Linked DNA regions of Oryctolagus cuniculus: region 2 is linked to region 1. The links are chromatin contacts, called in public Micro-C maps. All regions are on one chromosome and are shown on one strand. The core of a region is the stretch at or near the end of the contact, and the rest is flanking DNA. Distances in the headings are between cores, read along the strand shown.

The links. Hi-C and Micro-C count contacts between places; a contact is called where the count stands out from the background.
Region 2: a contact with region 1 is called in a Micro-C map of ear pinna, with 7 times the contacts expected there. The contact joins the promoter of POC1B here to the promoter of DUSP6 in region 1. A contact is called at or near these places in 2 of 6 Hi-C or Micro-C datasets (ear pinna and an unstated tissue).

The regions. Positions count from the first base shown.
Region 1 is chr11:91,999,500-92,004,900 of mOryCun1.1, forward strand. It overlaps DUSP6 (dual specificity phosphatase 6), which reads right to left and starts at 3,390. Exons shown (of 3, transcript XM_002711379.5): 1 at 2,413-3,390; 2 at 1,526-1,963; 3 at 1-516. The coding sequence starts at 2,812. The coding sequence ends at 209. It overlaps LOC103348378, which reads right to left. Exons shown (of 5, transcript XM_070053191.1): 4 at 4,703-5,401; 5 at 4,087-4,380. The coding sequence ends at 4,216.
Region 2 is chr11:92,178,529-92,183,929 of mOryCun1.1, forward strand. It overlaps POC1B (POC1 centriolar protein B), which reads right to left and starts at 2,132. Exons shown (of 12, transcript XM_017342011.3): 1 at 1,814-2,132; 2 at 1,051-1,135. The coding sequence starts at 1,828. GALNT4 (polypeptide N-acetylgalactosaminyltransferase 4) reads right to left here and starts at 770. Exons shown (of 1, transcript XM_008256873.4): 1 at 1-770. The coding sequence starts at 545.

The DNA.
Region 1 (5,401 bases), core at 2,140-4,639:
TAGAGCATGTCCTGTTCGTCCAAAGAGAACGGGGCAAACCTTTCCCTTTGTTATAACCAATTCCACACTTGGTAACCTTGTCTAATACAGACAGTCGGTGTCGTTGTGACACCTGGGGCCACACACAAAGGAGGCAGCCCAGCAGACGCTGCCAAGAGAAACTGCTGAAGGAACACCCATCTCAGCAACAAAGGGCCCCGGGGGCCTTTCACGTGGATTGCAGCGAGTCCACCTGGTAGACATTCTGGTTAGAGGGGGTGGTGAAATAGAGTTGCTGTGCCGGAACTCGGTTGTCACAGGGGCTACTGAGTCCCAGCGTCCTCTCGAAGTCCAGCAGCTGGCCCATGAAGTTGAAGTTAGGGGAGATGTTGGATTTCTTCATCTTGACAATGTCATAAGCATCATTCATGGACAGATTGAGCTTCTGCATAAGGTAAGCCACAGTCACGGTGACTGAGCGGCTAATGCCAGCCAAGCAGTGCACCAAGACGCCACAGTTCTTGCCCCGGGCTTCATCTGCGGACACAAAAAGAGAGGCAAGATTTCAGCAGACTGAGAAACCACCCTTTGTGAATGACAAAGTCTAAAAACTGAACTTAAAAACAATTTGTGGCTAAGCAGTTAAGCCCTGCAGGCAACAGAAAAATATATCATTGAGATAAAACATGTACACTGGACACAATTACATATTTCAAATATTTCCTGAAAAGGGAGCTTTTGTATTAAGTTTCTGCCAACAAAAAACTCCTTAATGTGTGCATTCTTTGCCTCAGCATGTGAATACCAGAAACCCTGCAATATGGTCGTGAATGCTTTTCATACAGACAAGCAGACTGCAAGGGTCTATTAAATTATTCTCCAACTGTTGTGCGGCTAACAATGGAGGTATTCAGGCATTTTAAAAGAGAGAGGGAAGTCACAGGGGACAGCCCATTAGGAGGAACAGGATGTCGACATGGCCTGAAAATGAGTTCCTTTGTAATAGGAAATGCACTACAATGCCTGGAGATTCACTTCTCCCAGGCTTCCAGCCCCCGGTTCTTCCTGCTAGGGTCAGGTTACCCACACTGTCTCGCTGTCACCAGGATCCTAGTATCACTCCACTGGGTAAGTCAGCCTTCGGATCGCTTTCCAACTAATAACTGGACGTTAGAACTGGAATTGTAAGGCAGTGTTGGAACCCCTCTCTGCAGTCAGCACTTCTACCTGGCCTTTCCCCCAAAACCCAAAGACTGGGGGGAGCGGGGGAGGAACCTACTGTCCAATGACAAAGAGTCCCCCTTTCAAATGACTGCATTCAAAGATTGAGGCAGCAAGATAGGACAGTGCTGGAAACACACCTGTGGCCTGCAGCCACCTCAAATGGCACTTTTTCTTTCCTTAAGCAAGAAGATAAACCAGAACTAAGAACCCTCTAGGAAACTTACAGACCTGCAATCTGACCATTTAGCAAGCAAGGAGAGCCCTCAGCAGCTTCAACTCTGCCTTTTCAAAAGTTAGAGGCAGGGCTGTTAATTAGTCTCACCTATGAAAGAAATGGCCTCAGGGAAAAACTGGGACAGGTTCTGGCTCCAGTGATCCGAGATGGGGATTTGCTTGTATTTGAACTCTCCGGCGTTCTCAAAGAGATTGGGCAAATTGGGGGTGACATTCAAGATGTACTTGATGCCGAACTCCTCCAGGACGTCCAAGTTGGTGGAGTCCTTGGCACAGCCCAAGTACAGGAAGGGCAAGATCTCCACCGGGAAGGAGGGCTGGCTGTTGGACAGCGGGCTGCCATCTGAGTCCGTGGCACTGTTGGGGTCTCGGTCAAGGTCAGATTCAATGTCCGAGGAGGAGTCAGAGCTGATCCGCAGGCCCCCGAGCCCCAGCACCGGCAAGGGCGGAGAGCTGCTGCTACACGAGCCGTCTAGATTGGTCTCGCAGTGCAGGGCGAACTCGGCTTGGAACTTACTGAAGCCACCTGCCAGGGCGAGAAAAAGGAGTCGTGTAACCCGAGATGCCGTAGTAGTTTTCACGGCTCGTGAGAACCGCAGCCGCGGGCAGGAAATACCACAAGCACCCTTCCAACCCCCTTGCGCGCAGAGCCGAAGATCAGAAAAACACATTTAAATGTGCGCCCTCAGGAATGGAAGGAACCGGGCCGCCTCCCCTGGGGATCCCTCACTCTTTTGAGTCCGGAAATGCACAAATTGGCAACATTTCTGTAACCCCACCACCACCACCTCCCCAGCCCTGCAAATCTTACTTCAAATTGAGAAGGTAGAAAACTAGGATCGAGGTGGAGGTGAAAGACGCAGATCTCGGGTTAGCAAGAAACCTCCGCGGCCCGGCTCTGCCGCGCGGAGCGCGCGTGGTTCCCGGCCCCTTGCTGGGTGTGGGTGGCCCTGGCCGCGCGCCTGGGGCACGTACCTTCCAAGTAGAAGGCCCGGCAGCCCTCGTCCTTGAGCTTCTTGAGCAGCAGCCCGAGCACCGACTCGCCGCCGGTGTTCTCGTTCCAGTCGCTGCTGCTCTCGTCGTACAGCACCACCGTGTCGGTGCCGCAGCGCCGGGTGAAGCGGTCCCGGTCCTCGCTGCGCGTGAAGAGCGCGCGCACCGGCAGGTTGCCCTTCTGCAGGCGCCGCAGCATGATGCCCGGGATGGCCACGTTGATGGCCGACTCGATGTGCGACGACTCGTACAGCTCCTGCGGCCGGCAGTCCATCAGCAGCAGCCGCTCGTTGCCCAGCTCCAGCTGCTCGTTGAGCCACGCCACCGTCTTGCTGACCGCCATTTCCGACGCGAAGGGCACGGGTCTGAGCGTATCTATCATGGGGGTCGAGCTGCAGGAGAAGGTGGGGTGCCCTAGCAGACGCCCCTCGGGGCAGGCATAGGCCGAGCGCGCCGCGCGAAGCCGCCGCTCTCGGAGCGGGGTTTTAATTCCGCCTCGCCTTTCCCAAGTCCAGGCTAGCGGCTGGGGAAGGCGAGACAGACGGGAACCCGGCCGTCCTCTCTGCACCCGAGCTGCAGCCGCTCGCGCCCGGCGTCAATGAATCTCTGAATGAAGCTGCCCAGTTTTGTTCCTCCCGGGTGAATGAAATCCAATTAATTCGGACTCCGTGCTACCGAGAGAAGAAGAAGGAAAAAAAAAAAAAAAGTCTAGCGGCTGCTAATCCCTCCCTCTGAGGCTGCACCTCAGATCTACCCGGGCGTCTCTCTCCCCGGATTACCAAAGCCTCGATTTGCTCACTGTCCCTAGGACTCAACCCGCGCACACCCCCTGCGCGAGGCAGCTCCTCAATGGATACAAACAGCGAGCGCCTCAATGGATACATTCTCCGGGCCAGCCAATGAGCGCGCTGCGGAAGGGGCTGTTGCCGTGGGGACGGGCCGGCTGGAACAGGTTGTGTTGATGAATTGTTAATGAGTTTGTCATTCACAAAAACGGAAAGGAATTTCCGCTCCGGATAAGCCCCAGTGCAAACAAGCTGCAGCAGCGGGCTGGGCGGGAGGAGGAGAGAGAGGCGGCGGCGGCGGTGGAGGAGGAGCGGGGCGCACAAACCGGGGCACTTCAGTTGTCTCGTGTTTCCTTCTGCCGAGAGTTCGCACTTCGCGTCGGAACTTTAGCGCATACACGGTGCAGTTAGCATGCACAAAGGCCCTTGTTCGCTACGCTTGTGCTTGCGAGATAGCTTTAGGGAAACTTGTGCTACACCCCCCTCCTTTGCCCCCCTTTGTTCCCAGCACACTCGCTTGGACCTGAGTTCTCTTTAGCCTCCCCCCCCCCCCTTTCTAGGCGGTGTGTGGCATTTGTTTGCAAGTTTTAAAAGCCCAGCTCTGTTTTCTCTGATGTTCTTTTAGCCGAGGCCGTGTTGGGGCTGGTGAGCTGCTTTGCGGCTTTAGTGACCGCCGAGGTGTTAAATGCTAATCCAACATCTTTCGAAACAAGCCAGTTTGTTGAAACATTTTTTAAGCGAACAAATACACAATTTTTTTTTTTGGTGGTGGTCGTCTGGTTACACAACCCCCCCCCCCCCCAAAGCTTTTAGTTAAAAAAAAAAAAAGGGCTCGGTTCGGCAGCATATATACTTAAAAAAAAAAAAAGACTTTGGTTTAAAAGCAGTGTCGCGTACAGAAGGGAACTCGCCAGCAGTCCGTTGTCTTGACTCCGCTCCGGCAGCGTGGAGCGACAGGAGCCATTGTGTCCGTGATCCAGCCCCTGCCCCCCGCGCCCCACTAGGGTCTCAGCCACGGAGCGCTGCGGGGTCGCGTTCCTTCGTGATTTCTGGGCGAGAAGCTGAGTTTTCGACTGCAGTGCCTGCGAGGGGCGCTACGACGCGCCGCGCCGGACTGGCACTGCCCGCGGTCGGATTTGGCACCGGGGGAGTCCTTGCCGGAGGCCTGCAGGTTGAGGGGGCTCAGCGGGAGGACTCGGGGATGGGTTACCGCAGCCCTGGAAGCAAGTCCGAGGGGCGCCTCCCCAGCCCCAGCAGCCCCCCAGCCCCTAGCCCAGCGCCGGGCAGTCGGGGAGCACCAGCCGCGCCTGCGCATGGGACTCCTCACCCCCCCACCCCCACCCCACGGCCCCGCCGCCCGCGCCTCCCCGTGTGGCGGGCGAGGGGCCTCCCGCGACCCCGTGGACGGGTGCGGGGCTGAGCGAGGAACTCCGGGCTCCCTAGAGATCGGGGGCGGGTGAGCGGCTTAGAGTGGAGCCTGACAGTACCTCCTGGCTCTCAAAATATGAGGGGGTCTCGGGGCACGTCTCTGGCCCCCCGCAGAGCCAGCAGGTAACTTGGGGAGGTGCGGGCCAGGCAGGCGAGCTGTGGGCGGCGGTAGGGGGCGCAGGCCGGCCGAGGCGCCGAGCTCTATTGTTACATAAAAGTGCCAGGCGCCCCTCCCAGCGGAAAACCACCTGTGCGCGGTCGGCGGCGCGCGGAGGAGGGGGCCGCGGCCGGAAGGCGCGGGCCCTAATCCGGCTTCCCCTCCCTAACCCCGGGCGGAAAAGAGGCCGAGCATTGTCCCGCCGCCGCCCGGGAGGCGGAAGCGGGGGCAGGGGCCCGGCGGGGAGCGGCTTTTCCGAGCGTCTCCTGCTGCGCTTTGCGCTCACCCGAATTCGGCGAGGGCGCGTGAGGTCACGGGGGTCTCCCCTCGCTCGACGCCCCGCACCCACGGTCCTGCCTGCCGAGGCCCAGCAGCAGTTTGCGTTGGTAGTCACCCGCCTCTTCTGCCTGATTTGGGAAATGTGCACTAAAAAAAGGCAGCTGCGGAGCCCAGGTTGCCAAGTTGGAAGCGCTGCAGTCGGCAGGCCGCCCCTGGAGGAGCAGCTTCGACGGAGACCGGGGGCTCCGGGCTCCTCTCCGTGCCTTTTTTGGGCAACCGTCGGAACCAAACTCCCGTTTCTCTGGGCACCCCGCGGTTGCTG
Region 2 (5,401 bases), core at 882-3,381, 180 kb after region 1:
CTCAAGTCATCGACCAGGATGATCTCCTTGAGCAGGACTGCGGGAGAAGTTTCGAGAACACTGTGGATGGTGCGGAGCAAGGTGGACCAGGCTTCGTTATAGAAGGCGATGATGACAGAGGTGGTGGGCAGTCTCCTGTAGTTGAACGTCTTGGACTTACACTCATACATTCTTTTATCCTCTATGTGGCGGTGCAGAGAAATCCTGTCACTGAGGTAAATATTGATGGCATATCTCTCAATGAGCTCTTCTTGCTGCTTCAGTTCCCCCTCGCTGAGCTGCAGCTTGCTGGCTTTCCCCCACTCCCCGAGGGCTTGGGAATCTGCCGGGGGCTTCTCATACAGCGGGCGCGACAAATCCTCGGCGTTTCTCTCCAGATCTGCGAATCGCCTGGACGTCCGCCCCTCCCTGGCATGGCCGGCACTGGGGGACGACTGGAAAGCCGAGACCGAGAGCTCCACGAGGATATAGGCCGCCGTTAAGAGCGCCAGCAGCAGGCAGCTCTTGCCTGCCCAGGTCCACCGCACGGCCATCCGGATCCTCATGGCTGGGGCTCAGCGGCCGCCACCTCGCCACCTCGCAGGGGCAGCCTGGAAGGTGAACTTCCCGGCAGGTCCCTGCCTTCAGGCAGGCGCTCGGCTCTTCGGCAGCTCCTCACAGCCCCTCGGGCTCCCCGGAGGGCACCTGAGATCCCCCTCGGACGCGCTCTGCCCACTTCCTGCTGCTCTTCGCAGAACTTTTCACAAACTCTCCAGCCAACACCCCACCCTCCGCGGGCCGAGGACAAACCCCTCCCCTTCCTACTCACTCCTCCTGGCGGTTACTTGGCGAAAGGCGCCCGCCAAGCCCGCGCCGGTGGGCGGCTCTGGGTCTGGGTCGGGGCCGGGGCCGGGGGCCGGGGGCCGGGTGGCCCGGCCGGGCACCGCCGCCCTCCACCCCCCACCCCGATGAGGACCTCCGAGGCTCTCGTGGGAGCCCGGGACAGGAGGAAAGGTCTCCGGCCACCTGAGCTTCTGTCTCCTTACACAAGATAAAAACAGTGACACCTACCAAGTTGTTTGCCGTTAGGGCTGAAGCCCACGGAGGTGATCGCCGCTTTGTGGCCTTTAAAGTAACGCTCCAGAACGGGGTCCTCCTGCGAAGGAAAGTTGTCGACGGTTCAAACCAGATGTGGACCCCGCGTGCAGCGGCTGGGGGTCGACGGTCCACACAGCCGCAACGCCAGGAACCTGCCCCCATCGCGGGCTTGGGGTTGCGGGGCGGCAGCAGCGCCCCGCGGGGAGACGCCGGGCGCCAGCTCGTCCCGCAGCGCCGGGAAAATCGTGCAATCCCGCTTCCCAGAAGCAGGCGCCTCTAAGGGACGACCTGAGGTGGGGTTGGGCTCATCTGAAATGCACGTTCCCAGGCGCCGCGGCTCCAGTCCGCAGGTGCAAGGAGGCGCCCGGGCTTTTGCACTTTTCTTAAAAAAAAAAAAAAAAAAAAAAAAAAAAAAAAAAAGTCCCAGGTGATTCTGACGCAGGCGCTCCACGGAGCCCCTCAGAGAATTCTGGGGGTCATGGGGTCGCTTACGCTCCTTCTCGAGTTCTGGGACGCGCAGAGGAGCGTCGCGGAGCCCGACACGGGCTTGGCGCTCCGGCCGCCCGGTTCACAGTGGGAGAGGCGGACGCCCCCCAGGCCAGGGGCGGGGGGCAGCACCTCAGGACCCCGCTGCCGACACCTGCTTCCATCTCCTCCAGGTGCCGCCGCGACCCTGCCCCGGCCCCCCAACCCGCGGGACCAGCCCCGGCCAGGGCCCCCCACAGCCCGTCCTTACCGGGGAGGAGGCCATGGGGGAACGGTGGGCGCCGGGCTCCTGCGGGCGGGGGGAAACGGGGGCGGGAGGGAGGAGGGAAGGGGAGAGGGTGAAAAGGGGAACCGCGAGGCGCCCGGAACCGTCTGCTCGGAGCGGCAGCACCTCCCGGTCACTACAACAACGGCGGCCCAGTCAAACCCCGCGCTCCAGGCATGGCCAGCCGAGCCTCGAGACTCCGAGGCCGGAGCGGGGGTCGGGGGCGGAGGGGTCGCTGCCAGCGACTGCGCGGGACGCTCCGGGGCCAAGTGCGACGGTACACCTAAGCCACTGTTTACTAATGCTGGCGTTCCCTTTCGGTTTGACGCCTGGAAAGAGAAGGAAGTGGGGAGCGAGGGCATTGTAGGCCTGTGATCGATGCAATCGGAGTTCTATTACATGTTAAAGAGCCAGCGCTCGTTGGTTTCAAGTTTGTCCCCGGTAATTTATCACGGGAGAGGGGGCGTGGCGTAGGGCGGTGGAGTTTTGATGTGAAGAGGAACAGCTGGCTACTTCTCAATACATTCAAAGGAACTAAAATCCTGGAGGACAGATTTGAATTTGTTTAATCTCTTTACCAAACAGTGCCCCGCATGATAATAATGCTGCACACTGGAGATGAATGGACGAATAAACCGCATCTCCTTAACCTTTTGGGCTGTATGTTTCTTTATCTGCTTCTTTGCGTATGCTTTCCAGGAATGCATTTACCAGCAGCGCATTTAAAATCTTTAGGAAGACTTGGAAACATGTTTTAACGTATTAGCTCAAATGGTAACTGTAACTATTTATACAACAGGGTTTCAATGCACATAGTATCATTTCTGGTTCAGTAACACTGTAGAAGTTGGAAGAGTTATAATGTTCCCAAATGATAAACTTGATTCTTAGATCCTGATCTTAGAAGTCATGCAGAGACCGCTTTTTCAATTCTAAAAATATCTTGTTTTTTTTTTTTTTAATCCTGAAATTACATACACAATAAAGTTTCTTGGCAATGTAAAATGGGATAGGCCACAGCTGGTAAGATACACGTTCTATGTAAATGAGAGGTATACTACCACCTTAATTACAGGTTCTCTAGTTGTCTAGAGATTGCATTTAGCTTTAATAAGTTCTGCAGATAACAATTTAACGGGTAAGAAATAGCTTTAGATTGCAGTGTTACTTTAATTCAAGTATATGATTGTTGAATTTCTCCTGTATGTTTGGCCCTGAGGGATATAAAGATGATTGAAATGTTTTTCCTGCCTTCAAGGACTCAACCATCTAGATTGATATGGCTAATATTTTAGCATGTGTAATGTTGATTTAGCGGCTCAATTCGCAGAGATGCTGAAGCAACATGCTCGTAAATAGGGTGGGATCCACGGTTCTACGGATTAACAAGCTCCGTACACGATTGCTATGGGAGTCTCAGCTGTGTACATTGAGAAACATTGCTGTAGTCCAGGGGGTGATATATTTAACAGTGTTGATGCCAGCAATTTGTCAACAAACTCTGGCAAGACTCCAAGTTTTGCTCCTTATTCCCAGTCTAAGTTTGATTAAACACACACACACAATCCTGGCATGCTTAAGCATAATACTGGATGCTGGTAGGAATGTAAAATGGTGCACTGTGGCTCCAGCAAGTCTACAGCTAGGTATAGCCCACAAATACTGAAAGCAAGGACTCAGATGTTTGTATTACATTAGTAACAGCCCCAAAGTGAAAACAGCCCAAGTATTCAACAAAGGAATAGATAAAATATGATAACTACATTCAATGAGATATTATTCAGCCACTAAAATAATGAAATTCTGATGCATGCTGCAACATAGATGACCCTTGAAGACATTATGCCAAGGGAATACATTATGGTTGATGACTTTACTTCTTTAAAGTACCTAGAATGGGTGGATGTACAGAGACAGAAAGGAGCTGCGGCTAAGGGAGAATGGGGAGTTACTGACTGATGAGGGGTGCAGAGTTTCTGCTGGGGATGAAGTTCTGAAAATAGTGGTGATGGTTGCACGGCACTGTGAATGTGCTCAACGCCGGTGAATTCTAGCCTTAAAAATGGTGAAAATGGAATGTTCAATGTTATGTGTATTTTACTCAAAAAAAAAAAAATAGTACTAGAATCTTAGGAGTAATCAAGACCTCAGATCTCTTTTAGCCATGATATGTCTGATATTGGACATAGCAGGTTAACTAAAAAAAGGAAGAAAAAGTTGGACACTTAGAAACTAGTTCAAGGGGGGCTGGTGCTGTGGCGTAGTGGGCTAGGCATCCGCCTGCGGTGCTGGGCCCCTGCACCCATGTGGGAGACCTGGCAGAAGCTCCTGTGGCCATTTGGGGAGTGAATCAGCAGATGGAGGACCTTTCTTTCTGTCTCTCCCTCTGACTGTAGCTCAAATAAAAACAAATAAAATCAAAAGATAGGAAGGGAGGAAGGAAAGAAAAGAGAGAAACTTGCTCAAGGGACTGGCACTGTGTAGCAGGTTAAGCTGGTGCCTGCAATGCTGGCATCCCATATGGGCAGCGGTTGGGTCCTGGCTACACTGCTTCCCAGCCAGCTCCCTGCTACTGGCCTGGGAAAGCAGTGGCAGATGGTCCAACTGCTTGGGCCCCTGCACTCACATGGGAGACCTGGATGAGGCTCCTGGCTTCGGCCTGACCCAGCCCATTGTAGCCATTTGGGGGAGTGAACCAGTGGATGGAAACTCTCTCTCTTTGTCTCTCCTTCTTTTTCTCTCTGTAACTCTACCTTTCAAATAAATAAATAAATCTTTGAACAAAAAGAAACTAGCTCAAAAGAATAATTTAAGATTTTTCTCAGTTTAAAATTTCTTTAAAATTTTAATTTAAATTAGTTTTTAATAGTCAATGTGATTTGTAGAAACAATTCTAAGAACATAATGATTTCTCTAAGTTCTTTAGAAAATGTTTTTTTAAATTCCAGTTATCAAAAATACATGATTTTGCCAGCACCGCGGCTCACTAGGCTAATCCTCCGCCTTGCGGCGCCAGCACACCGGGTTCTAGTCCCGGTCAGGGTGCAGGATTCTGTCCTGGTTGCCCCTCTTCCAGGCCATCTCTCTGCTGTGGCCCAGGAAGGCAGTGAAGGATGGCCCAAGTACTTGGGCCCTGCACCCGCATGGGAGACCAGGAGAAGTACCTGGCTCCTGCCATCGGATCAGCGCGGTTGGAGGGTGAACCAACGGCAAAAGGAAGACTTTTCTCTCTGTCTCTCTCTCTCACTGTCCACTCTGCCTGTAAAAAACAAAAACAAAAACAAAAACATGATTTTGGGGCCAGCGCTGTGGCGTAACGGGTAAAGCCACTGCCTGCAGTGCTGGCATCCCATATGGGCACCAGTTTAAGTCCCTGCTACTCCACTTCCAATCCAGCTCTCTGCTATGGCCCGGGAAAGCAGTAGAAGATGGCCCAAGTCCTTGGGCCCCTGCACCCACATGGAGACCCGGAAGAAGCCCCTGGCTCCTGGCTTCGGATTGGTGCAGCTCCAGCCATTGTGACCATATGGAAAGTGAACCATCAGATGGAGGACCTCCCTCTCTCTCTGCCTC